Linked DNA regions of Arachis hypogaea: region 1 is linked to region 2. Evidence: chromatin contacts called from public Hi-C data. All regions are on one chromosome and are shown on one strand. The core of a region is the stretch at or near the end of the contact, and the rest is flanking DNA. Distances in the headings are between cores, read along the strand shown. Region 1 holds the start of LOC112728060 (protein trichome birefringence-like 34). Region 2 has its middle 14 kb from the start of LOC112728058.

Region 1 (6,663 bases), core at 3,984-6,483, 62 kb before region 2:
AGATAGTATATTAAACTTGTATCTACACAAAGTTTCTTAATTGATTGTGAGTACAAATATAGGCAGCATTTTTGGAGCAACTAAGGGAGCATTTGGTTTGTACTTTTATTTTCTGTTTTCATTTTTAGTGGTTTTTGTTTTTTGAATTTTGTGAAGGAAAAAGTGAAAACAGTCAAAACAATAAAATCTTATTTTCTGTTGTCACTTTTTCCTTCACAAAATCCAGAAAACAGAGAACATTAAAAACAGAAAATGAAAATGCAAACCAAACACACCCTAAGAATCTCTAAAACCATAAACATCTCATATGGAAACTCATCATTAAACTTAACATCATAACAAATAACTTTAATTTGTTATCATAGTTTTAGATGGGTTCTGTCTCCCAAAAAGGCATAGTGCATAAAAAGGGAGGAGTTAATATGAAAATAAATACCCATAGATAAATATGCAAATATCATAATTATATTATTCTTTTAAGGTTGGTGAGAAGTCAGATTGTAATTACACCTTTGGTGAGTGGGTGACATGCTAACAAAAAACAACTGTGTCTTGCTACGATTAACATGGACCTCCAACCAATCTGACCAAGTCCTCAATGCCATTTCATAGACTCTCACCATTTCAACCCTTTTGAACACTGCATCTGGATCTTCAAATGATCCCCACCTACTCATTTCACATATTGTAATCATATGAAGAAAAAAGAAGAGGAAAGAGCTATGTTATTTGTATTTCAGGATTTTCACATATAAAATAAGGTAGAAATTTATATGCAGTTGTTTTCTTGTAAAGTTGATTGTTGAAAATTATTAGATAATTTGATATGTTTTGACTAAATTGTTATCTAATAATTTTTAGCTATTAACTTTTTACATGAAGAGAAATTTATTAGTTTCCACCAAAAAATAAACACTTCTATAATCAGACATTGTAAGGGTGACTAGAAATTAAATTAGTATTTGTACTTTGGTTCCTTTCCAAGTTTAAAATATTCTGATTGACCATTATGCTAACAATATAACTTTTTGGAAAAGTAGTTCTATCAATGGAGTAATAGTATCATACTTCACAAAGATCTATAACTACAAAATTCAATATTTTTCTTTACTTTTTCTTTCTTACCTTCTAATATTGTGTGGCTGATATTTATATGGAGCATGAAAAAAGCATTTACTTTATACCATACATTTTTTGGGGATGAAGTTGCATATGAAGAAAAAATTCACTTTTTATTTTTGATATTGGGGAGAAGGTGGTGTTCTACAACATTATTGGAGTATGGTGTGTTTAACTAAGATGTGAAGGACATAAATCGGACCATCAGATTTGTTATTTAAAATACAATTCTGACCCTCAAATTTGTGTACTTCACTCAAATTAGAGCATCGGATTTCATTTTTCTTCTCTCTTCTTAACAAATATGACCGTCCGATTTATTCTATAACAATTTTAAAAAAAAATAACTTCATACTAAAGAAAAACACCAACCCTTTCAATAATTATATATTACACACCAATTTCCTCCATATTGAAAAAAAAATAGTCGAAAAAATTATGGGCTAATCGAACATAACCTAAAATTCAAGTATAATGAACTTATTTTAGACAACAGTCTACCCATTTTCAAAAAGTTCATGGATCTATACTTTGTTTATTGTTAAAATTTTAAAATAGATAATCAACTTGAGTTTGTTTAGTAATGAGTTCACTAGTCTACTTAAGCAAGTGTTGGAGATTTGAATCATCTTAGATTTACAACTGATTAAATCTTAGTATACCAGATTGAGAAATATTGTGAGAAACAAAAAAAAATTTAAAGATGTCACAAATCCAGGAATAAACTACAATTACACCCTACATTATATTTATACCCCCAATGTTTATACATACACATTTAAATACATAGGTCATTTGACAATTAATAGTAATAATAAGAATAATAATATCTATACAACTACTTAGTACTTACTATGTTTAGAAAACATTTCAAAAACACAATCATTATTATACAAATGGTGGTTGGAAATTAACATTGGAGTAGTTGTTGATGATCACATAACACAGGCAATAAAGCAGTTAATTAAATTAGTTGATGAAATTAAGAAAGTGATGGTTAGGTAAAAGATGTGTGTATACTCACAGAACATTCATTGCACGCCTTCTCCACCAAAGGAAAGTGTTGAAGACCAGAATGTCTGCATCAGTCCAATGCCTAGCATGCTTCTCAATGCTCTTGACCCTCACAATTCTATTTGCTACTTTATGGTTTATTGGATCATCTGAGTTTGATTCTACTAGTAGTGGGGCCCAATAGAACTCTATGCTTGCATTGTATTCCTTTTATTTCAATTTTGTCAAAGTTAACATCCATAAACTGTTATTAGTCACATAATAATAAGTTGTTTTCTTTTGCAATTGTCAAATGTTGGCTAATTAATAATCAAATCCATGTGTCTAATCAGAACTTGTTTCTCTGCTCATGTTTTGAAACATGAGAAAATTAAAGAATTACTTTAATAGTGTAACGGGTTTTTTTAAAGATAAATTACAATGACTTTGCTCTTTTATATTTAGTAAAATTTATTGTGATTTTTCTTTATGAATTTGATTTTAGTGCATTGTCAGTACAATGTAAAATAATTTTATACGTACATTCAATTATGTAACGTTCTATTAATAAAAATAACTATTTTTTATATTAATTACGTGGTCATTTAAAAAAACAAATGTAATTTAACGAATGTGTAAAACATTTTATATTATCAGTACATAAAAATTAAACTTTTTTTTATTTATTCATCGGTTGATATTAATTTCCTTTAATTTTAGGAGAGGACAATATTATATTTATAAGTGTTTAATATTATATTTCACAAAACATAAAACTATATATCTAAATTTTAAATTTGATCAATGTATAATTTTAGAAATGAAGAAAAATTAATTTGGATTTCAAGAATATCAAGTCCATATAGTCATTATACTTGCCATAAAATAGATATCATAAATTAAAATTCTTTTAATCATATAATCATATTAGCTATAAAAATATCTTTTGCATAGTATTTTTTATTAGTTTTAATTATCTTATCGGTCCCTATAGTTTCATTAAATTTTTAATTAGGTTTCTATACTTTTTTTTTAATTGAGTCTCTATACCGTATCAGATTTGATAACTAAGTCCCTATCGTGACAAAAACGTTAGAATTAACGGAATATTCTATTAAACTATATAGAATATTTAGTCAAATATTAGACATATTTATTTTGTTTAATGAAATATTCCAATAATTTCAACGTTTTTGTCACCACAAGAACTTAATTACAAAATTTAATATAATATAAAGACTCAATCGAAAAAAATATAAGAATCTAATTAAAAATTTAGTAATTATAAGAATCGACAGAATAATTAAACCTTTTTATTATTGTTTATTGTTCCATGTTCATGCGATGATAGAAGCAACTATATATAGCTCTATTCTTCTACTACATACTTATAATGCCTAAGATTACTTACTATGGCCTTAAAAATACTTAGTGAGCCATTGGCAATGGTGCGCATGGATTTAAGAGATGGGAGCACTGAAGACTCAACAAGGCAAACCATTGAAATCCATTGGCCTCTATTGAGTGAATCCCCCACAAACACAAGCCTCTTGTTCCTTAGCCTTTCAAGCATTGTTGTGGCATTGAACCTATAATAATTATATAACACAAAAAGATGGGCCACATTCAACTAAGCTAAAAAATATAATATAAATTGACTAAATTAATACATTTAAAAAAAAAAAACTAATGTATGGTAAAATATATTGTTTGTTTTTGAAATTTGTTAAAAATTTTAAAAATATTCATAAGTTTTATTTTGTTTTAGTTTTATCCTAAAAATTTTTTATTCGTATCAAATATATTCCTGACAGCTAAATTTTTAAAAAATTTTGGACTAATCTAGTAATAATACATGACAAATATGTTTGGTTTGCTTGTGTTGAAGGATATTTTGTGAATATTGTTACTGAATTGGTCCTAAATTTTTTAAAAAATTAGTCGTCAAAAATATTATATTTGATGCAAATAAAAAAAAATTAAAAAATTAAATAAAATATAACTTAGATATATTTTTAACAAATTTTAAAGATAAAAAATTATGTTTTACCCATTAATGTATCAATAATTGTCTAGAGAAGTTTGAATGCTTTAAACAGGGTAAGAAAAACTAATTTTAGTGACAATAGTATTATATTATGACCATTTTTTTAAGTTAATTTTTTGTAACAATTATATATTTATTATTATTATTCTATGTTATAATGATAAGTTATAGAATTTTTTTAACCTTAAGAAAGGTTTTTACCGATAATTAATAATTGTCACTAAAGCTTTAGCTTTTAACGACAAAATAAAAAACGATTAATAATATCTAATTAGGATAAATCTATTTACGGCAATTATAGCCGCCAAAGCCAAAATACATTACCACTGAATTAAAATTAGTTGTCTCTGAGCAATAGTCTTGTCAAAATATAGGTCTATAGTACTAATATCTGAACAAAAATTTGTCTCTTAACACAAATCAATTGTGTATCTAGACATGTATTGATGATTTTTCAATGTACTAAATTAGTCAAACTAACCTGAAAATTGAAAGAATAGATATCATGTAGTTACATAAAATTATAATTTTCCAAAATTAAAAGAAAAAATGTGATAATAAGGTAATACTTAAGGGGATGGAAATTAATTAAAGACCTTGGTATGTGACATTGGTGTGGCTGCCACCTCCAATTCTGGTAGCTAAGGTCCTTCCTTCCAAACTTCTCACAAGCCAATTGATCTGACATGTAAGTGCATTGCTTCTCTTTGTATAATGGATGAGTTATGTTGTCAAAAACCCACTTACCATTAAACATGTTGCATTTTGATACTTCAATAATTGATGAGATAGTATTACTACTACTCTCTTCAAACCATTCTCCTCCTTCTTGTGTTAGATAAACGGCAGTGACAACTACAATTGTTGTTAATACTAAAACAAGTGATTGAAATGTGCTTCTTATTCCTCCATTTGTAGTAGTGTTTCCTAACACTATTTCTTGTGATGCCTTATTTGCCATTTATTACAATAATTTCTTGCACCTTTCTTTGTTTTTTTTCAAGATGCAATGCAATGCAAGGTGCAATATAATGATTCAATTGTTCTACTTCTAATTCTCCCTCAATTTTAATTTTGAAGCTTTCTTGATGATGGATAGTGAGGTAGAAGATTATTGTCATCCATAGCCAAACATGTCCCACTGAAAGTGGTAGGTGGAGAACAATGATGCATTTAGAAGTTTACTGTACTTGATATTTCTTAATTCATAGTGTTTTACAATAAGAATCAGATAATAATGTACTATATTCAACATTGACTTTTAGGTTAATTAATTAAAATTTAGCTCCAATTTATATAGATTAAAAATTAATGTTAGATATATAATTATTTGTTTGCTTTCTACCTAAAATTTAAATTTAGAGAATAATTAATTTTAGGTTTAATTACTCGGTTGGTTCCTATAGTTTCGTAAAATTTTTAATTAGGTCCTTACACCAATTTTTTTTTCAATTAAGTCCCTCTTAGTAGTAATTGGCTTAATTTTATAGGGACCCAACTAAAAAAAAATTGGTACAGGAACCTAAATAAAAGGAAAAAAAAGTGTAGGGATCCAATTAAAAAAAAATTGGTGCAAGGACTTAATTAAAAGAAAAAAAGTATAGGAACCTAATTAAAATTTTTACGAAACTATAAAGACCAGTAGGATAATTAAACCTTTTTATGAGATAATATTAAACTATTTAGAATACCCATATTATATATTAAGAGAAGAAAAAAAAATCCGGTTGCCCTCAATACATTTAGAAAGATATTTTATGCTTCATCTACTAAACTTTACTATATATATATCTTACCTTATTTTATATGGTTTAATATGATGGCAATTATTTGAAGCACTATTTTTTAAAAAATATATATTCTATAGTAATTATGTTGTTTGGAACTTTGATTTGATATGATATGATATGTGGAGTAGTGTTTTGATGGAAGGACCAATTAAATGATATATATTAAGGTTATGTTGTTGACGTTTTCACAACCAATGACATTGCTTGAAGAATGGTCGAATCCCTTATTGTCCTCTCCACTATCTTTAGTCCTTTTCTACCTCAAAACACAAATGAGGAAGAGATAAGAGAAACCAACAAAGTAGTGTCACTTTCTTAATTCCCTCATGTGTATATGCATGCTTCATATATCAAATTTTCTTTTTTAGTGGGTTAACATACTAAGGTAACCACATACTAGGTAGATTTATTTGCAACTTTTAAGAGTTTCTGGTAAGAGTTACGTTTGCAATTTACTCTTTTAGTATACTAGTGTTTATTTTATTTTTTTTTTGGGTTATGTGTTTGGTTGAGGATAAATATATAATAAAAAGAAAAATAATTAAGGAATTTAGTTAGTATGCACAATATAATAGTATACAATTATGTTAAGCGTTATATTATTCAATTATATTTAAGAATTTGAACAGACTTTTAAATAGTAGAAAATACACATGCAATAATTGTAATAATACATAATTAGATTATAATATAAAAATATTATTTTGTAAATAT
Region 2 (7,363 bases), core at 1,718-4,217:
CACCACACTCCAAAAAAACATAGTTTTTAATTTAAATTAATTAAGTAAAATTAATTTTGTTAACCAATCAAATTTAAATACTTTAAATTCACTATAACTTCTCGAGGCATAATTCTTTAATTGAAATTAACTAAACAAAATTTCAAAATAAAGCCTTTAGTTTTTATGTAAATAGCACAAATTTCCATTATTCTTATTATTTAATTTCACTCAAATACTTATAAAAATTTTGACAGCATCTCCTCTAAAACTCGAACTTTGTCACCCTTTGAGGGTTCCATCCAACCCAACATTTCTCAATCCTTCTCAACATGCCATTCAACATAATCAGCAAAATTATAATTCTCATCAATTGTCAATACCATCAAGAAACCAATCATAATCACAGCCACAACCACAACGATATCAATTCAAGCACTATTCATAGCTACAAATCAATCTGTTCTCAATAATATCAAACAAAAGATTCTCAGTTAATTATTTAACTTTCTTTAATTTCTTACTTAACCTTTCATTAACCATAATCTTTCCTTTAATCGTTCATCAACTCTTATATCAACAATTATCCAAACAATATATTTTCAATAATCATCTCATCATAATTCAATTTATCATTCGACACAACTAACTCAACATGATCAGTTAAAGAAATCAAATTCTCCAGCCTTCTAAATCAAGCATTGAATTAATCACAGTTCATAACTACAGACAATTCAACATTATCAATTAGTCGCACAATACAGCCACGTGCTATTTAAATATTTAATCAATCGCATATATCCAAACCGTTCAGATTAATTCATAAGACTCGCACAATTACAGAAATGCATTTTTCACATCAATATCAATTTATAACAATTCATTGATATAAAATATGTTTGAAGAAAAAGTCCCTACCTTAATCGCGACTCAACTACGCGATAAACTCCTTTTAGTTCATAGCAGTGGTAGTTGCAACGTCCACAGAAGTTTCGCCATAATGCTGCGACAGCAACAAACGCAGCATACACTCACAATAACTCAACTCTGAAACATTAACATCGAAAAATCCTCAATAATATATAATAGAACAGTGATTATAAGGGTTCGGAATAAGAACAACTTACTGTAATTAAGAATAAGTGAGAGAACGGAGCAGTGGTAGCTCCGGTGATGATTTCCAGCGAGTTGAATGGCAATAGAGCTTTGGTGAAAGTCACAGAAACCAGAAACAGAGGCAGAACTGGCAAGCCTTCCCCTCCAGTCCTCCAGCCGCAGTTCCAGCAGCAACCTCCGGCGAGCAGAACGGCGGCGGTAATTCGGCGACGATGGCTGGCCCCAGCAGCGGCGGCGACAGCAACAATTCCAGCACATCCACCACTGTCGCGACGTCCTTTCTCTCCATTGCATGCGACGGCGACGACGGCTTCACGCAACTCCAATGGTAGCGACGACGACGGAGCTAGCAGCGACGAGAGCATCCAGGTCCCCTCCGGCGGCGGCAATGCTGCTTCCTCTCTCTCCCTCGCGAGCTCGTCTCTCTCTCCTCGCGTTCTGACTCTCCCAATGACGACACGATGGCAGCGACGGTGGCAGTGACGCTCACAGGTGCCGTCTTCCTCTCCTTCCTCTTCTCCCTTCCATCTTCTTCTTCTTACTTGGTTCTTCCTTTTCTTCTTTTCTTTCCCGGCGTGTGTGCACATGAGTGGAAGATGAGAGTGAGGGGGTGGCGGCGATAAGAGGGTGTGGGAGTACGAGTGTGAGTGCGAGTGTGTAATAATGAAATTAGAGTTTCGATTTGAGAATTTTATTGAAATTAGGGTATAGAGTAGGTATTTTTAATAAAAGTAGGGATAATGTAATAATTGAAAACCAAATTTAATCCAACAATAATTATCTATAAAAATACTATTTATTCATCAACTTACAAATTATTTTTAAATAAATACTCTAATTTAAAATTAGAGATAATCAAATAAATTTTTTTCTATATTCAACATAAAATTCAAAATCTCAATATTCACATTAAACCATATAAAATTCTCATTACTTTTCAATTACGAAAGCTTTAAATTATAATTAAGAAAATACTCTATTATTATAAAAATTATGAGTTCTGATTAATTTTAAATTCAAAATCTCATAAGTTTGTTTTAATTATTTTTTTATAAAATAATTTTAAAAAAATAAAATCATAAATAAATATCATAAATTTTAAATAACTCATAATTTAATTTTAAAAAAATTTGGGATCTTACCATATCAATATGTATATTATCGTTTGAGAGAGATATATAAAATTTCGTATTCAACTTTTATTATTAATTATTTGTTAGATATCCTCTTTTTGTAATAATTCTCAATTTAAGTGCTTTCACAAAAAATATTGTGGATACTGGATAATAGCTATCTCATCTTTTTGTTTTAGTTAACTAGAATGATTATGTTATTTGCATTCTTAAAATTGAGGTGTTTATGTAGATATTTAGAATAATTTAAAAGTGATAGGAAAAAAAAGGGGAGAAAGAGTTAAAATGTCAAAGAAGGTCGTCGAAATTCAAGATTTTTTAATTTTGCATGGTACTTTTACTTTCGATAGATTAAAAACTAATACGTGTTTATTTAAGGATTTAATTTGTCTCATTTAAGAGGACAAATTAATTAAGTACTTGAGTATTTTTAAGTTGATTCAAAATGATATAATATATTCTCTTTGTATGACAATTTTTTTTCCTTTTTTAATTAACTGAAATTTACTATATTTGGAGTTAAATTGTATCCAAATATATTAAATTAATGATAAATATAAAAAGTAAAAGATATAGTTATTATAACAAGAAGAAATATATCAATATAGTGTATAAAAGACTTATTGGTATTTAATATAATAAGTCTCAAAGAAAATGAGGTAGTGGCTTCTAGATATCACAGAGGTTTGATAAGTCATATGTGTATGTCCATACAATTGTAAGATTATAAAAATGTGAATATTAATTGTTGGCTTTATAAGTTATATCCCACTTGCATGCTTTTAAATCCCAATTGGGTGGAACTATTTATTGTTATAGTTGTATTCTTCCTTTTTTTTTTTTAAGAAAAAAAAAATTCCTAAAATATAAAAAATAAAGTTCTGATTCTCTTCCTATCGTTGTAGCCAACTTGAGTCCTGAGCTTGACTGCCTCAGCAAAATAAACGTGATTGCCAATTGGGCCATTAATTAAGAAGACTGATTCCATGCCCCTACCCCTACCCCAATTGAATTGATTGAAAAGGAAGAATTTGAAGGACAAAAATTAAAATAAAAAATTATTACAAATTGTAGATTGTGCTATTGTTTTATTTTTGTCCTTAAATAAGACATTTACTATTCCTAAATTTTTACTTTTTAATTCTTAATTTGTTTTCGTGAAATAAATATTAGTAAAAAATAATAGTGGTATATTAGTAAATTTTTTAATTCATTTTTTCTTTTTCTATTGGTTATCTTTTAGACTTTTTTTCCTTATCGAAAAAAAAAATCTGTTAGACTCTTTTAAGGGCTTACTCATGTATTTATAAATACCCACTAAAAAAACTTTTATGTATAAATAATATAATATGAATCAAACTCGAGTTTTTATGGAATTCAAATAAAGTTATAAAAATAGATCAAACTTGAATTTTTATAATGAGAGTTTTTTTTTTTTGTGAAATATAAAAATATTGAATTTTTGGGAATTTTACCAAAATATTAGGGTAAATTATAAAATCAGAAATCATTAGGTAAGATTTCCTTTTTTTTAATTAAAATCAGAAATTAGATGAGATTGCTGTTGCTTTTTTAAAAAAAATTAAAACAAGAAATTGTTGTGTGAAAGTTCTGTTTTTTAATTTAAAATAAAAAATGTTGGGAGTGATTTCTGCTTTTTTTTTTAATTTAAAATGAGAAATTATTGGGTAAGATTTATTTTCTGTTTTTTTAATTAAATAAAAAATCACCAAGTGAGAATTTTGTTTTTTTTTTTTAATTTAAATAAAAAATTACTAGGTATGATTTCTATATTACATTACACACTCGTAAAATACCAAAATACACTATTTTCTGATAAAACACCAGATCTATTATCATAAAAAAATAATATGTGACTTGTCTCACTTGGCTTGGATTTTCTCATCATAAATAGTAGGGCTGAAAGTGAGTCAAGTCTCGACTCGTTAATAACTCGATAAGTTAAACTCACGAGCTAGTGAGCCAAGTTTGAGTCTGAAATTGAACTCATAAATTAAATGAGTCGAACTTAAATTTGGATAAATTCAGCTTATTAGCTCGTGAGTTAACTCAATTATATATATATATATATATATATATATTAATGATATTAATTATTTAAAATTTTATATTTATTTTTTATATATAATTTTAATATAGGATAAAAATAAAAATTTTATAATTTATTGATAGATAAACAATATATAAAATTAATCTTTTTAAAGAATTTTTAAAATATATAAGTTATAATTTATTGATATATAATTATAGATTATGTTCTTATTATTTGAGTCAGTTCGTAAGTTTTTGGTGAGCCAAATTTAAATTTAAAAAATAAGTTCAATTATTAATGAGTCGAACTGTAGAGAACCAAGCTTAAATTTAATCTGGTTTAACTCAGTTCAACTCACTTCTAGCACTAATAAACTGTGATTATAATAGTAAATATGAGTCAACTTATTTTTCTGTTGAACCAAAAAAAAATACCAACTCGACTCACTTCACTAAAATTGGTGATGAGTTAAATAGATCAGCTCACTTAGGTTTTTCTTTCTTTTTTTTTTCAAAAACTGTTATCCTTGTATTTGTTCCTAGACATACAAGTCATCATGTTTCTGTTAGTTTAATCCATCATTTATATGCGAGTTATTCGAGCTAACCCATGAATTTAATAATCTTATTCAACTTAACTAAGTAGAGTTATCATCAAAAGAATAATATAATATAATTTGAAATTTACAAAAGAATCCTTCATTGGACGGAGGAGGTACAAATGTACAATATATAATTTTCCACATGCCTGAATGGACTGAAAACTTTCTAAATTAGCATGTGGGAAAAGATTCATGTTCCGCACACAGAAACACAGAATGGATTTGATGCATTCATTGTATTAGCTTATTATTAGGATATATATAGTACTTGAGTGAAAAATAATAGTACTTCTAGTTAAGCAATAATCCATTTTATATATTGTTGTTCTATGGAATGAAGAAATTTTTGTTAGTAAATTATTTAATTTTTTAATTATTTATAAATAATACATATATTAATTATAATTATAAATTATGTTATTTTAAATTAAATAATTTATATAATAATAATTTTATTTATTATTATAAATACTAAATTAAATAAGTTATAATTATTTTTTATTTAAAATTAAATAAAAATAAAATCAGATATTATCTTTATTTAAGCTTTAGATATTATTTTTATTTAGATTTTAAAATTTAATAGGTGTCATATTTAAATATAAATAATGATTTAAGAATTTTGATTTCTAACACATTAAAGTCGTTTTTATAGTTCTTTTTTCATTAAAGAGTTGTGATTCAACCCTATTAGAGATACAAAAAATTATGATTGAAAAAGATCAAAGAACCAAATTCTTTCAATCACTCTTATAAATACAGGTACACTTTCACACTATAATATATATTTTTAGTAATTTAATATAGATGATCTAAACTAATAAAATAATTTATTTTAATAAATAGTATCAGAACTATCCTCATTTGAATCATTGAAAATACTTATTTTTTAGTATTTATTTTGCTGAATCGATATATGTGTATATGGATTATATTATTATCCACATATTCTTTATATATATTGGAGATTGTTCAAATTTTTTTATGTAAATGTACGTACTGTATTTTTTGACATTGTGTCTTCTGTATATATACCGGTTTTCTTAATTCATGGCAAAATATTGATAATTTTTTTTATGTATTATAATTATTATCCTTTGTTAAAATCACTGGCGCTATTGTGATTTTGAAATAAATAAATAATATCGGTGTTTAAATTTGATTTTGTCGCGTCGAGAATCACAATTAACATATTAATGGTGTAATATTTTGTATTGAGTATAGATTTAATTATATGTCATTAATTTAGTGTATATGTGATTCATTTTTTATTGTCTCTTGGAATGGACAACGGTATTTTATTACGTTCATAGATGATTACTCTCGTTATGGGTAACTATATTTAATTTATGAAAAGTCCCAAGTCTTGAATGTTTTCAAGTCTTTTAAAGTTGCAGTTGAACTTCAACTTGGGAAGAAAATTAAAGCTGTCAAATCTGATCATGGTAGCAAATACTATGAAAGATATGACGGTTCAGGTGAGCAACATCTCAGGTCTTTTGCGTTTTTTCTAGAGAAGTGCGGTATTGTTCCGTAACACACCATGCCAACGTGAATGGTGTTGCAAAGCGAAGGAACCGAACTCTTAAAGACAAGGTGAAAAGCCTTAAATATCATAGTGTACATCTTTAATAGGGTGCTAAACAAAGCAGTTAACAAAATTCCTTATGAAATTTGAACTAGAAAAGACCCAGTATAAAGTATTTACACATTTGGAGATGTCTAGCTGAAGCGCAACCTTATAGGGCGCATGAAAGAAACTGGACTCAAAAATAATTAGTTGCTATTTTATTGGTTACGATGAGCGTTTATGGGGTACAAGTTTTACAATTCCGCATTAAGGTCTATTTTTGAAACGAAAAATGCGAGATTTCTTGAAGATGTTGAGTTTGGGAAAAAGAAAATGTTAAGAATGTTGCTTTTGATGAGGATTCTATAATTGACAATGATCAGGTCTTTATACCTATTATTGTTCAAGATGCAGTTATAGTACAAGATCACAATGAGAATCCTACTATAAATTCAGTTACAGTACAAGAAAATAATGGGAATATTGTTGTTGCTCAAGATACTGCTACAGTATAAAAAATATAATGAGAATCCTCCTCAACTCTAAGCCATACAGCAAGCTCAACAACCTCAAGAAGTGCCGTTAAGGATATCCAATAGAAAAAGAAAAATTGCAATCTCAGATTAATATGTACTCTATCTCCAAGAACATAAGGATGACATTGGTTTGATAGAAAATGACCCAATTAATTTTCTTCAAGCCATGCAAAGTTTTAACTCTAAAAAGTGGATCGATGCTATGAAAAAAGAGATAAAGTCTATGAAAGATAATGACGTTTGGGATCTCGTAGAATTACTTGAAGTTGTGAAACCAATTGGTTGTAAATGGATATTTAAAACCAAAAGGGATTCTAAGGGTAATGACAAGAGATATAAAGTTTGTCTAGTCGTTAAAAGGTTTTACTCAAAAGG

The links. A called contact is a pair of places that touch in the nucleus more often than the background predicts.
Region 1: a Hi-C map of leaf shows a contact between it and region 2, with 4 times the contacts expected there. The contact joins the promoter of LOC112728060 here to the enhancer-like site in region 2. A contact is called at or near these places in 3 of 8 Hi-C or Micro-C datasets (leaf and an unstated tissue).

What each region holds. Positions count from the first base shown.
Region 1 is chr12:106,094,745-106,101,407 of arahy.Tifrunner.gnm2.J5K5, reverse strand. It overlaps LOC112728060 (protein trichome birefringence-like 34), which reads right to left and starts at 5,233. Exons shown (of 5, transcript XM_025778040.3): 1 at 4,756-5,233; 2 at 3,524-3,701; 3 at 2,144-2,340; 4 at 511-669. The coding sequence starts at 5,120.
Region 2 is chr12:106,029,940-106,037,302 of arahy.Tifrunner.gnm2.J5K5, reverse strand. No RefSeq gene overlaps it. Among protein-coding and RNA genes, the nearest start is that of LOC112728058, 14 kb to the right of the region's middle. Within about 2 kb of position 2,967, at least 3 of the 3 cell types and tissues checked have open chromatin away from gene starts, as enhancers often do.